4 separate regions of the Mus musculus genome follow, and regions 1, 2 and 4 are each linked to region 3. A link is a contact called in public Hi-C and promoter capture Hi-C data. All regions are on one chromosome and are shown on one strand. The core of a region is the stretch at or near the end of the contact, and the rest is flanking DNA. Distances in the headings are between cores, read along the strand shown. Region 1 has its middle 35 kb from the start of Rph3al. Region 2 holds the start of Rflnb (refilin B). Region 3 holds the start of Doc2b (double C2, beta). Region 4 overlaps Vps53 (VPS53 GARP complex subunit).

The links. Promoter capture Hi-C pulls out the DNA fragments that hold promoters and counts their contacts. Hi-C and Micro-C count contacts between places; a contact is called where the count stands out from the background.
Region 1: a promoter capture Hi-C map of the C10 cell line shows a contact between it and region 3. The contact joins the enhancer-like site here to the promoter of Doc2b in region 3. A contact is called at or near these places in 16 of 39 promoter capture datasets (the 3T3-L1 cell line, the C10 cell line, the HPC-7 cell line and 10 more), 2 of 484 Hi-C or Micro-C datasets (bone marrow-derived macrophages and embryonic fibroblasts), 14 of 115 datasets of contacts at active chromatin or transcription factors (SST interneurons, cardiomyocytes, craniofacial prominence and 11 more) and 3 of 9 other capture datasets (adipose tissue, liver and pancreatic islet).
Region 2: a contact with region 3 is called in a promoter capture Hi-C map of embryonic stem cells. The contact joins the promoter of Rflnb here to the promoter of Doc2b in region 3. A contact is called at or near these places in 21 of 39 promoter capture datasets (the 3T3-L1 cell line, 3T3-L1-derived adipocytes, the C10 cell line and 12 more), 2 of 15 datasets of contacts at CTCF or cohesin (embryonic stem cells and pro-B cells), 9 of 484 Hi-C or Micro-C datasets (the 3T3-L1 cell line, the N1E-115 cell line, bone marrow-derived macrophages and 4 more), 14 of 115 datasets of contacts at active chromatin or transcription factors (craniofacial prominence, differentiating embryonic stem cells, embryonic basal ganglia and 8 more) and 2 of 9 other capture datasets (adipose tissue and embryonic stem cells).
Region 4: a contact with region 3 is called in a Hi-C map of CD8 T cells, with 3 times the contacts expected there. The contact joins the enhancer-like site here to the promoter of Doc2b in region 3. A contact is called at or near these places in 19 of 39 promoter capture datasets (the 3T3-L1 cell line, 3T3-L1-derived adipocytes, the HPC-7 cell line and 11 more), 2 of 15 datasets of contacts at CTCF or cohesin (embryonic stem cells and pro-B cells), 4 of 484 Hi-C or Micro-C datasets (CD8 T cells, bone marrow-derived macrophages and cortical neurons), 7 of 115 datasets of contacts at active chromatin or transcription factors (cardiomyocytes, embryonic basal ganglia, embryonic forebrain and 4 more) and 2 of 9 other capture datasets (embryonic stem cells and liver).

Annotation. Positions count from the first base shown.
Region 1 is chr11:75,944,368-75,947,296 of GRCm38.p6, reverse strand. It overlaps a transcript of Rph3al not described here. Among named protein-coding and RNA genes, the nearest start is that of Rph3al, 35 kb to the right of the region's middle. Within about 2 kb of position 1,331, at least 22 of the 459 cell types and tissues checked have an H3K27ac peak or open chromatin away from gene starts, as enhancers often do. A contact at or near this core is called in SST interneurons and stem cell-derived epiblast-like cells, where this site is marked.
Region 2 is chr11:76,026,246-76,029,173 of GRCm38.p6, reverse strand. Rflnb (refilin B) reads left to right here and starts at 1,392. Exons shown (of 3, transcript NM_029658.1): 1 at 1,392-1,746. The coding sequence starts at 1,537.
Region 3 is chr11:75,794,309-75,797,366 of GRCm38.p6, reverse strand. It overlaps Doc2b (double C2, beta), which reads left to right and starts at 1,307. Exons shown (of 9, transcript NM_007873.3): 1 at 1,307-1,846. The coding sequence starts at 1,474. It overlaps Gm12339 (predicted gene 12339), which reads right to left and starts at 1,558. Exons shown (of 4, transcript NR_136933.1): 1 at 1,249-1,558.
Region 4 is chr11:76,043,685-76,046,568 of GRCm38.p6, reverse strand. It overlaps Vps53 (VPS53 GARP complex subunit), which reads left to right. Exons shown (of 22, transcript NM_026664.4): 22 at 1-343. The coding sequence ends at 157. Among named protein-coding and RNA genes, the nearest start is that of Rflnb, 17 kb to the right of the region's middle. Within about 2 kb of position 1,353, at least 10 of the 459 cell types and tissues checked have an H3K27ac peak or open chromatin away from gene starts, as enhancers often do. A contact at or near this core is called in CD8 T cells, where this site is marked.

The sequences.
Region 1 (2,929 bases), core at 82-2,581, 150 kb before region 3:
GACAATTGAACAAAAAGAAGGACGTCAGGCACTGGAGCAACTTACAAAGCTGAGGTTGCTCTGTACACCCCGACCACGGAGGACTGAATGGGGCATGCGTTCTAGAGAGAAGCCAGGTGTCTGCTTCCTGGCTGTTTCATCTCTGGATTGGCTCCCTTCCCTCTTAACCCTGCAGACCCTGTTTGTCATGGCTGAACATATGGTTCAGTGTCAACTCGTCCCCCACAGCCCCAGGCCTTTGCTGCAGGAGATCTAACCTAGGACTTCATGCTTGCTCATAATGCGCTACCACTAAACTTCATCCTAGCCCCCCACTGTCACCCCACAAGTTCTCAGGTTAATAAGGGAGGGACTTAGATATGCTAACTTGGCCTGGGTATGGCCTGAGGGGGCTGGGTAGTCACAGTGTAAAGTCAGAGCTTCTGAGGCCATGCCTGGTGGTGGCTAGGCCATCAGACCCGATTCTAGGTTCTCCCTTACTCCTACTTGATAAACTCAGCACTTCCATCTGTCTTGCTCTGAGGGACTAACTACACAAGGTTCTGTCACTTGAATCCATTGGCAGACACAACCTTCCCTCTCCCCTTCTCCTCTTTTTGGCCCTTTACCGGGCAGGTAAAATTCTAGAAAGTCAGACTACCTCTGCAAATTGTTAGTTCCCCTCAGAAAAGAAAGGCCTGGCCTGTGTGTCCTCCTGAAAATTTTATTGAAAAGGCCCGCAGACCGGCCATTGTCTCCTTTTCACCTGCTGTTTGAAATGCAGAGCCCTGGTGATCTTGGAATAAAATAGGCTTATAACTGGGGACTGAAGGGGATGGGAACTGGCTGTGAAGTCTGTGGGAGGCTGTGTGAGGGGCACCTGCTGGCACTGGCCTGCTGCTTCCTGCCCTGGCTCATCCTCCTCTTTCAGCTGGCCCACAGGGGCCACACACTGTGGCACTCTTTCTGTGGGTACACGGGGTCAGGAGGCTGCCAGGACGAGCCCATCATGCTGGGGGCCGAGTCTCTGGTCCTGAGCAGTGTGATTGATCTTAGCTGGGGTTTGCTCTCTTGCTGGGAGAAGCAAGGCACAGGAGTTCTCCAGTCTGTGGCTGCTTTCAGACATCAGAGGGGGACAGGGCCAGTCTGAATGCAGACGCAGGTTGGGGGCTCTCTTCACTTAGAATTCTGTCAGCATCTATAAGGAGTCCGCATAGTTTGCTGTCTCATTATTCATGGCCCGGTGCTGTTGTCTTTCTAGAATGTTGCTTCCAATACTAATTGTCAGCCCTGTGCAGGGAGCTGGTGCAGACTCGCAGTCACCAACCTCTGCATTTAATTTGCTGCTGAGTGGAAGGGATGGGGGCAGGCTGTGTTAGAGGGTTGATAAAACCTCAGAGTGCCTGGGCGGGGAGGGGTGGCTATGTGGGTCGTTTCCTGCTCCCAGTAGAGTTGCTGACAAGCTCCTCATGACTAGCCTGGCATCTGACCACTGGTACCCTGTTCTTCCCTGAGCCCAACTGTACTCTGACATTTTCAAGGAAAAACGGTGCTTTCTATTTTGCTGTTTTTCCCATTATCCATCTATATTCGTATCTATCCACTCAGTACTCCACCATGTTGCATGTAAAAACTGAAAATGCCCAGAGAATATATGCTTTGTTTCTCCATGTGTCATATATAAGAAATATACAAATATGTATTTATAAAAAAAATAAGATAAAGTTGATGCTATGTATCAGACCTGGGTATAGAGTATAGATAATAGTATGTGCACAGACACATTTATATTATCTGTTTCTGTGAGGTTATGTAATTAAATAGAAGCCCATAAAAAAATCAGAAAAAAATAGAGATTAACCAAATGTCAAAAGCAGGGGAGACTTAGAATATATATGTTTATGTGTGTGTATATATATATATACTGAGTGAAAGACAGAGACAGAGAGACAGAGAGTCAGGCCATGGCGTTTAATACACTTTACTATGAGTCAGACTTTTACCCTGATGGGTAATCAAGGCAGGAAGAAATATCTGTGATGCAGTTTGTGTGATCTGTAAGGAGAGAGACCCCAGCCACATTAGATCTGAAGGCAATCTCTCACCTGGCCCTCAGTGAGGAGTGAAATGTGTAGCAGAAAACATGGAAAGCACATGGTACGCAGGCGCCATGCTCTCCTCCAGCACCCACGGTGGACAACACTAACTGACCATTTCCACTATGAAACAAGGGCTGCTCCACTGTCCTAAGCGTAATGCTCCAGGCAGACATTATTATTTATTTAGGATGTACATGCTACATGAAACCCTGTAGCTGATCTTCAACTCCTTTGTGGGTTCTTCTTTCTTCCTCCCTTTTCCATCCCTTTTCTTCCACCCTTTCTACCACCTAACACTAGATAAGAGAGAAACAAAGGATACGGAAGAAAGGAAAGATCCCCTGAATAAAGCCAGGGCCGGGGAAAGGGGATGATGTTATCCTTAGACTACATCCTGCTGATTAGGGACGTCGAGTTCCTTGGGGAAAGTTTGATCTTTGCCATCAGGACATCTAATTTCTTCTTCTTGTTTCTTTTTCATGTACAATCACTTAAACTGTGACCAACAGCGACTAACCAACAACCCACCTTCTGGGGCCTTAGCATTTACAGACTCTGAAAAGCTCCCAGAATTACAAACGGCAATTGCAGAAACTATCTGCAGCTGGCAAAATCATGGACCCCCTTCCAGAGCACGAGGCCAAATCATAGCCGCTGTGGACAATCCGAGGCAGCCCCACACCCCACACCCGGGATTAAAATGAAAACATATATTTGTGGTTTTTTAAGGAGAAGAAACCAAAATTCCAAAATTGTCACTACAAAGCCTACTTGCTCTTCTAGTGTGAGCAATGGTGGCAGAATCAGGGATTACCCCAGCAGAAGACACAGCATCTTGACCCCCCTGTACC
Region 2 (2,928 bases), core at 143-2,642, 230 kb before region 3:
TAACCTATTCCCACCACCCCTGAATGAATGAACAACCTCCCAGTCCAGCCCCCTACAGGATGTATCCTCTGTAGAAGGAATGACCCTGGCTTTCTGTTCCTAGCAAGCTGCCTTCTATCCATCACATGATTAAAGGCAAGCCCTTCTCTCTCCGTATCAAAAATGATGGGTAGAGAGAAAGGAGGACTGAACTTTGCTGGTAGATCTAGTCACTCTGAACATATATATATATATATATATATATATATATATATATATATATATATATTTTAACAAATCTGCCCCAAGCAGGACAGATGTTCTTTGTTCTTGCAAAGATGTGGATTGGACCACGAAGGTGATCCAGGGAAGACTTCTGGTGGAGCACGTGGCACTTGGTGTTGACCCCGGGACATCTCCATGAGAGGAAAGAAAGAAAGAAAGAAAGAAAGAAAGAAAGAAAGAAAGAAAGGAAGGAAGGGGAAGGGGAAGGGGAAGGGGAAGGGGAAGGGGAAGGGGAAGGGGAAGGGGAAGGGGAAGGGGAAGGGGAAGGAAAGGAAAGGAAAGGAAAGGAAAGAAGAAAAGACAATGATTTTAGGCACACCCCAACTCAATTACTTCCCACTGAAGAAGAGCTTCTCTGTCAAACCTATCAGGAAGGACCACAGTCTGTTTGCTGTTGAGTTTAGGTTTTGTTTTGTTTGTAGAAGAGATTCCCTCTGATAGGACAGAGGGAGAAAGTTCCTGTGAGTGAATAGACTGTGGCCTCCATAAGGGGAATCTTGACTCCCTAAGAGAGCTGCTCTGTTTGCTGGTCTCTTTGGGAGATCCAAGCCTGTGACACCCTCAGAACTTCCCTGCCTGGACTGGCCACAGCCTGTTCAGCTGTGCCCGGGACCAGGGAGTGATCGACGCCCCCGGGAGTCCGGAGGAGTAGGCCCTCTCTCCTCCGGGGCAGACGTGAGAGCCAGAGCAGGCCCTGCTGAGCCAACAGGCCGCTGGAGCCATACGAAGCGCATTAAGTATTAATAATTTCCAGTTGTTTGCTCGTCCTCTCTCCCCACGCCCCCCCCCCCCCCCCCGCCCCCGGCCTCTGCAGACTGGGACTCCTTGGCTCTGGGCTGCCAGATCTAGAGATATTAGCACCTCTCGGGGGCCGGGGGACAGTGCATGGAGCAAGGATCGCCGTGGACCATAGGGACAGGGTGCGGGGCCGGACGAAGCCTCGCAGCTTTGCCAGTCGCGGCATGCCGGGGAGGTGGGAGGGGAGGCCCGTCGCGGGAAGATCGGCGCTCGGACGAGCTGGGCGGCGCGCGGCGGGAGCGCAGCGGCCCCTGGCGCTTGGCCTCTCGGCGGTCACCGCGGCTGGGCCAGCCCTCGGGGCGGGGCGGAGGGCGGGGCCTCGAACGAGCGCGGCCGCTGGCGACACCCGGACAACGCGCCGGCGGCGGGGCAAGGAGGGCAGCCCGGAGGGCAGCGGCCCCGGCCCGCGTGTGCGGCCCTCTCTTGCACTCCAACACCGCGGCGGCTGTGCCCGGTCCCGCCACACGTGCAGCTATGGTGGGCCGGCTGAGCCTGCAGGATGTCCCTGAACTCGTGGACACGAAGAAAAAAGGCGACGGCGTCCTGGACAGCCCGGACTCGGGGCTGCCCCCAAGCCCTAGCCCCAGCCACTGGGGGCTCGCAGCGACGGCGGGCGGCGGTGGGGAGCGCGCTCCGGTCGCAGGGACGCTGGAGCCCGATGCGGCGGTGACCCCTATAGTCCCGGTGAGTTGCCTCCCGCGCGGACTTCTCCCAGTCCCGGCCCACCCGCAGCCCTCCCCGGGGAGTCTCCAGCTTTCGCAGTCGGTGCGGCCACCCGCCCGTCGAGACGGCGTGGCCATCGCCGGGAGCCGGGGCGGGAGCGTAGCGAGAGAGCCTGGCCAGCTGGAGCCAGTGGCTGGAAAATTGTCATCGCCTGGGAGGCGCGGGAGCCCCGGGAGAGGCAAGCCGCGGTCTCCTCCCTTCGAGGTGGCGGCCCCCGAGGCTGCCAGGCTGCGGCTCGACCACATTCCTGCTGGGGCGGGCTGGGTGGGGCTCCCGGGACACGGACAGGGATCCCGGGCCCTCCCCACCCGGGGGGCCCACGCCCCGCGGCTTTGCTCCCAAAGCGGCCTCCCTCTGCCGGGACCTGGGAGAGGGGTGTGCTCTGGGCTCCTGGCGCAAGGCGGACCACAGCCTTTGGGGTTAGTCACACACAAGAGTCTTCAGGGTCTGGTAGGTCTTTTTTTCCCAGCCAGTGTTCTGCACTTAATGAGATCAGCGTCCTCCAGGTGGCCAGGGCTTTGAAAGTATTAATCCTTTTCCTTCTTTTCCTTTAAACTCTTTGCAAGAAAAACTCCCAAGTCTGTTTTGTCTTGGGATCTGTTCAGGTGATGATATTCAGAGCACAGCTCAAGAAAGGCCACATCCTGTCTACAGTAGAAGCTCAAAGTAAGACTGAAGGAGAGCTGTGACTGTGCCTCCCATGGGGAGGTCAGCGGCAAGTGTTATGCTTAAGGACCAAAATGGAGCTTTGCTGGTGTGGGGCCTTCTTGACCTACTGACCCTGTCCCAGCAAAAACCAGCACCTTTTATTTCCACTCCAAGGTGAAACTTGCTTCAGCTTGGTCTTTCAGTCTCTCTCATCTTTCCTGCTCTGACCACCGATCAGACACTCACTGGTGCCTCTGACATGGATTCCTGCACCTGACATGAACCTTGACCCTCTCACCTTTCCCATTCAAGTCCTGGTGGCCCTTCCTCACTATGTGGCCTCCTGGGGGAGCTTTCTCAGGCTTCTTCCAGAACCTGTGGCTTGGTGTCCAGGCTCAGTGTCTCTGTGTGGGTCTATCTTATCACTGCTGCTGACCCAATAGCGCACTGACTCTCTCCCACCCCTGGATACCCAGGGAATGTCTGTCTGGGGAG
Region 3 (3,058 bases), core at 58-2,557:
CCAAGTCCTCACCCAGCCTGTTCTGGGTTGACACTCTCATATTAGACTCAGTAGGGCAGTGGGTCTCAACCTTCCTAATGCTGCGACCCTTCAATACAGTTCCTTGTGTTGTGGCAACTCCCAACCGTAAAATTATTTTCATTGCCACTTCATAAGCGTAAGTTTCCTACTGTTATAAATTGCCATGTAAATCTCTGTGTTTTCCCATGGTCGAAATCGACAGTCCGCCAAGGGGTCACAGCCCATGGGTTGAGAACCTTGACAAAAGAGGGACACAGCCAAAAATGATAAGCCTCTCCCACGCGTCAGTGAAAACCAGAGTAAACAGGGTTCCATCCTCGCCGGCCCAGGGCTTACTGGAGATGCATCTGCACACGCAGCAGCCTGCTCCCAGCACAGCTGTTCCCTGAACTGCGGCAGGGATTTGCCTGGCATGGGAGGCACAAGTGTGGGCCAGGCAGCACCTTGCCTTTACACCTGAACTCAGTCATCACCCCAGGAGATCCCTGGCCTGGCCTGCTTCCCTCTGTCCATCCTGACCATGCCCCGGTCCAAGTTCTCACCCAGCCTGTTCTTCTGGGTCTTTTAAGCCACTCAGGGACTGAGTGAGGAGTCTGGCCCAGGTCATAGACGCTCCTGTTTACATGTGACCTGAGAGGAAGTAAGCAGACTGTCCCAGCAGTGTCCTGGGACAGCCCAGGGTACACTTGTCCTGCTAGGAAGTAAACAGCCTGTTCCCTGGCAGGGTAATCCTGTGGCCTACCTACCTGCCTCTACAAAGGAGGGGATTTTTTGAGGAGTTCCTATCCACATCCCCAAATGGCTTCTATGGCTATTATGGGTTCTGTGAGTTGAGCCCAGCACGGAAGACTGCCCTGGGCATCCTTGCGAACATGTGTCTCTTGTATGTATTTTGCATGCTGGGGAGGTGCACCATGCCTTAGCATCCACCAGTGCATGTGTCTGTAGCCTGGAGCCCGGAATGGGTGATCTTTTCCACTGAGTGTCTCTACACACATTTGTGTGTCTGTGTGTGTCTGCACGAGAGTGGAATGCAGCCCCTCATGGGCTGGCACCCAGTCTGCGAGCCTAAGTGAGGCAAAGGCTCCGAGTGGCCCTGCGCGTCTCCCGCGTGTGTGAGCGCGCCGTGTGAGCGCGAGGAAGTGGTTGCTCTCCTGGCTCGCTCGCTCCCTCGCTCTCTCCGTGCCCGCCAGCCCGCCCGCCCGCGCGCGCAGCCCGCACACTCACCGCTTGGTTGCTGCCGGGTGACGCGGGCTGGGCCCGCCCCCTGCTGCCGGCCCCGCACTCACTCGCACCGGCCGCCGCCGAGCAGGCAGCAGCCGCGTCAGGGCCGTCCGGGGGCCACGCTGGCGATGACCGCAGCCCCCGCAGCGCCCCGCGGGACCCGCTGACTTGCCCCCGGGCCGGGGTCACACCGGGCCGGGCCGGGCCGCGCGCCGCGGCGCTGCCTGCATGACCCTCCGGCGGCGCGGGGAGAAGGCGACCATCAGCATCCAGGAGCATATGGCCATCGACGTGTGTCCCGGCCCCATTCGGCCTATCAAGCAGATCTCCGATTATTTTCCCCGCTTCCCGCGGGGCCTCCCCCCTACCGCCGCGCCCCGCGCCCCCGCGCCCCCGGACGCCCCCGCGCGCTCTCCCGCAGCCAGCGCCAGCCCCCGCAGCCCCTCCGACGGCGCCCGCGACGACGACGAAGATGTGGACCAGCTCTTCGGAGCCTACGGAGCCAGCCCAGGCCCCAGCCCCGGCCCCAGCCCCGCGAGGCCGCCCGCCAAGCCCCCCGAGGACGAGCCGGACGTCGACGGCTACGAGTCAGACGACTGCAGTAAGTTTCCCAGTCGCCGGCCGCTCGCCCCCTCCCCGCACCCGGGTCCCCGCAGGGCAAGCGCCGCCGCCGCCCGGAACAACCGCACGGGAGAGCTGGGAAGTTTGGGGGCGTCCTCTGGGGCGCCCCGTTTCCAGGCCTCCGCTCCCCGAGGCGCGCCCCGCACCCCTTCTCGGCCCGCGCGCCAGGAGCTCCTGCGCGGGCGGCGGCTTTTGTTCCCGGGAAGGGCGGAGCTGCGCCCCGGAGAGACACCAGTTGCTGCGGGCCGCGCGGTTGCGCCAGGCCCCAGAGCCCTGTGCGGGCTGTCCCGGGGTGTCCACCCGGAGAGCTGGGGACCCTGCGGTAGCTGGGGCGGGCCCGGCGGCCCGCACCGCGCCACGGCTCTGCTGGTGCGCGGGCCGAGAACCAGGACCGCGGGGCCGCTTGTCCTTTGGAAAAACCTTGGCGGTTCCTCCTCCCGCATCTGCGGACCCCGCCGGCCCTGGCCGTGGACCTTCGCCCACCTGTTACGCCGGCTTCCCCGGTCAGGAGGGTCCCCAGCCGCGCCCCCTCCTCTCGGACTCAGCCCCAGGGAGACAACAGACACCAGGGTCTCCCGAGCCAGGCCAGGACCTCTCCTGGTGGCTTGTGTGGTCCCTGAGGATGCCTAACCCTGCCCACCAGGGACCATCCAGGAAGCCAAGGAGGGAAGAAGTCACATCACCTGTCCCGTGAATTTGCTGAGGGCTGTGGCTGCGGCTGGGGTGACTACATGGAAGGGCCCCAGCCCAGCTGTCACCCTGTTTCACTTAGAAAAAAAAAAAAAAACAAAGCCAGCCTCAGAACCTAGTCATAGATGCCATGGGCCCATGGGATTGGGGGGACCCATCCCAGCTTGCCCAAGGCAAAAGCAGCCCCTCCTCCGTGCAACATTGGTAGTTATGCCTTGTCTGGGCGTTCCCCAGGGCCTCTGGGCTAGGGGCTGACTGTTCCCCAGCATACCATGTGCCTCTGGACGCTAAGGATGGGAGTTCACAGTGTCACCCTGGGAACAGACTCCACTGTTCACTTTAGAGAGCCCATCAACAGAGGTGGATCAAGCCTGAGCTGGAACACTGCCTTTTGTGTGCGTTCTAGACCTGGACCCCCTAACTCAGGGCATATGGAGAACCTACCCACAAGCATAAAGGCTGGGGAGCAGGCCTTGCCCTCTGCTGTCCTGCAGGTTGAGGG
Region 4 (2,884 bases), core at 104-2,603, 250 kb before region 3:
TGAGCAGAGCAGCATGCTGGAACTTTTGCGGCAGAGGCTCCCTGCCCCGCCCTCGGGGACAGAAGGTTCCAGCACCCTGTCGCTGATTGCCCCAACACCGGAGCAGGAGTCATCCCGAATCCGCAAACTGGAGAAACTGATTAAAAAGAGACTGTAAGGAGTGGGAAGGCATGGCCAGAGTCCTGAACAGCCGACTTCTGCAAACCCTCACACTGAGTCCTGAGTCTTGAAGCCTCTGAGAACATTACGGTTATTAAAGTATCTCTCTCATAACATGTCTTATTTTCTATCTCAGTCATGGAAGCTCAGTGAAATCTGTGTTATTAAAAGGCATTTTTAGATTATCTCCATCCCTGAAGCTGGGGCAGCAGTGGTTGAAAGGTCCCTGTGGTTTACCTGCTGTCCCCAGGCTGCCTGTGATGGTTGAGTTGTCACTGACCCATGTCATCTCCCCACTCAGCCCTCGACACCAGCCAGGGCCTGCAGCTTGGCTGAGGAAGCCTGGATCTTACCTCTTTCTCCATCTGTGTTGTGAGGTCCTTTTCCCTCTCTGTCTCTGGAATTGGCCTGGGGGCCTGAGTGAGCCAAGTGGCTGGTGGCAGAGTGGGATATTGGCCTCTTTACCAATTCCCTGCAGTATTAGCACTTTTCCATGTAAATAACTGTTTCTGGGACTCAATCTGCTGTCTTCCATAACATGGCCAAGCTACCCCTGTTTTCTCCCATGTCTCTGTACTCTCCAGAAGAGAGATGCCCACTGAGTCTCTTGCCCATGGAGGAGACAGACTGTGTGAGTGCTGGTGTGCCCAGCCTGAGCAGCAGGGGTCTTGCCTGTGGTGGGCTCCTGAGCTGGTGTGGAGGCAGACCTAGAGCTGACTTAGAGGCGGGGTCTTTGTGGCACTCTCCCTGTTCACATGAACACATTGTCTAGCCCTGGATCCTGGGAAGGAGACTGTCTGCTGAGAGATACCGGGAATTTCCCTTGAAAGGGCTTTCTTGGCAGAAGCTGTGGGAAGGAAAAGAGTAAGTCTGACCGTCTGACTTCCCACTCGCTCAGATGCTTCAAGTCCAGAGTACTTTCCAGAGCCCTGAGACCTGGTGGCTGATGTAGTACCACAGCAGCACATCATGACTACTGCTGAGAAAAACCACCATGATACTGACCGTGCACACCAGGCTCAGAACCGGAAACAGCCCAGAGCACAGCCCAGCTCTTCTGCCTGTGCTGCCCACCACCAGCTCTTGAAATCCAGTTCTGCAGGGGAGTCACCCCACTTCCGGGAAACAGGCACCTTACCAGTGCAGACGTCACCCTGCTCTCGCTGCTCTTGAAACCAAGGCTCTGTTATGTGACCACAACTTCAGTGTGACCACCTTTATTGACAGCTTTCGTCCTGGTACTAAACGTGTTAGCTGTTAGAACAGAAAGATCTGGGCCCTAGACTTGATCCCAGATCCCAGACCCACTTCTTGAGCATGATCGCCACAGCAGGAAGGCTCGCCTGGTTATCTCCGGCTATCAGAGTGCTCAGCTCTGATCTGGGCCTCCTTCCTTTTCTCTCCTTTGTTCTCTTAACCCCTGGGCTACACACCAGCCCTAGAGCCTCATTTCTTCATCAGCACCTAGCCTGTTCTTGCTAGGAGGAATCACTCTCGTGTGTTAAGCATGTTTAAATTCTAATCAGAAAGAAAACAAGTAGCAAGGAAAAGATGTGTGGCCCTTGGTCAGGATGTATCACAACCCAGACAAGTGCAGAAGCTCACTGGGCCTTAGCTGGGGGCTGGGGGTCCCCTCTGTGCTGCCCTATTGGAAAGCAGGCATGTGGCTATCCCCAGACAGCACAGCCAAGTCAGCCACCTGCCACCCACCCTGGGGAGCTGAAGCCAGTGGGCTCCTCCCACCCCTGGCTACTGTGTACTGTGTGCTGTGCGCACACAGCTTATTAAACTTGTCTTTTTGGCTCATTCATGAGAGGCTGGTTTTCCAGCCAATCTCTATGGTGGTACTGAGCGGTCAAGCGGCTGTTTCTCCCAGTCAGTGGTCACAGCAGCGAAGTGACTGACTTGATGTATCACGCTGTCAGAAACCACGTAGGAGCCAGCAGATAGGTGTCAGTAGGAGTTATGTTAAATGTCTTCTTGATGAAGACTGAATCCAGCATGTTCTGTACAGCCTCTTCCTCACCTGGGGAATGCATTAGACTCCCTCGGGGCCCTCTGAGAAATGCAGATGTCTAGAGACTGAACTGTGAGTCTGCAGAGGAGCCTGCTGGGTCTATGCTTAGGAGCCACACAGGTGATTACAGTTGTCTGTCAGTATCCACAGGAGACTGCTTCCAGGACCACACACACCCCATGCAGATACTCTGTCTCTTCTATAAAATAGCACCGTGTGTGTAAACAATCCCAGCACATCCTTTAGTTGAATCTGAGTACCTCTGGACTATGTATAGTGCCTCATATAATGTAAATACTACATAAATAGTTGGGTTGCTGGGGTTGTTTTTGGTTTTTGATAGTGGTTTTGTTTTGTTTTAATACAGTCTCACAATGTGGTCCAGGCTGACCTTGAATTCATAACCCAAGCTGGATTCTCAGCTACAGGTGTGCACTTCCATACCTGGAAATAAATAGTTGTTAACACTGAGTGGCTTAGGGACTAGTCACAATTTAAAAACTAGTTTGTAGGCTCAGACAGGCCCAGTCCTCCCCACCTCCCAGACACTATTACTGCCTTTGGTTGAAACCACACTTGTGTGACCCACAGGTATAGAGGACCAACTGTAGAATGCTATCACCCCTTGCAGTGAAAAGAAAAGGACTTTATTGAAAGAGTCCTGTAGCCCATTTTCTCTGGCTATCTAACTTGAGGCTTCAGCCAGAA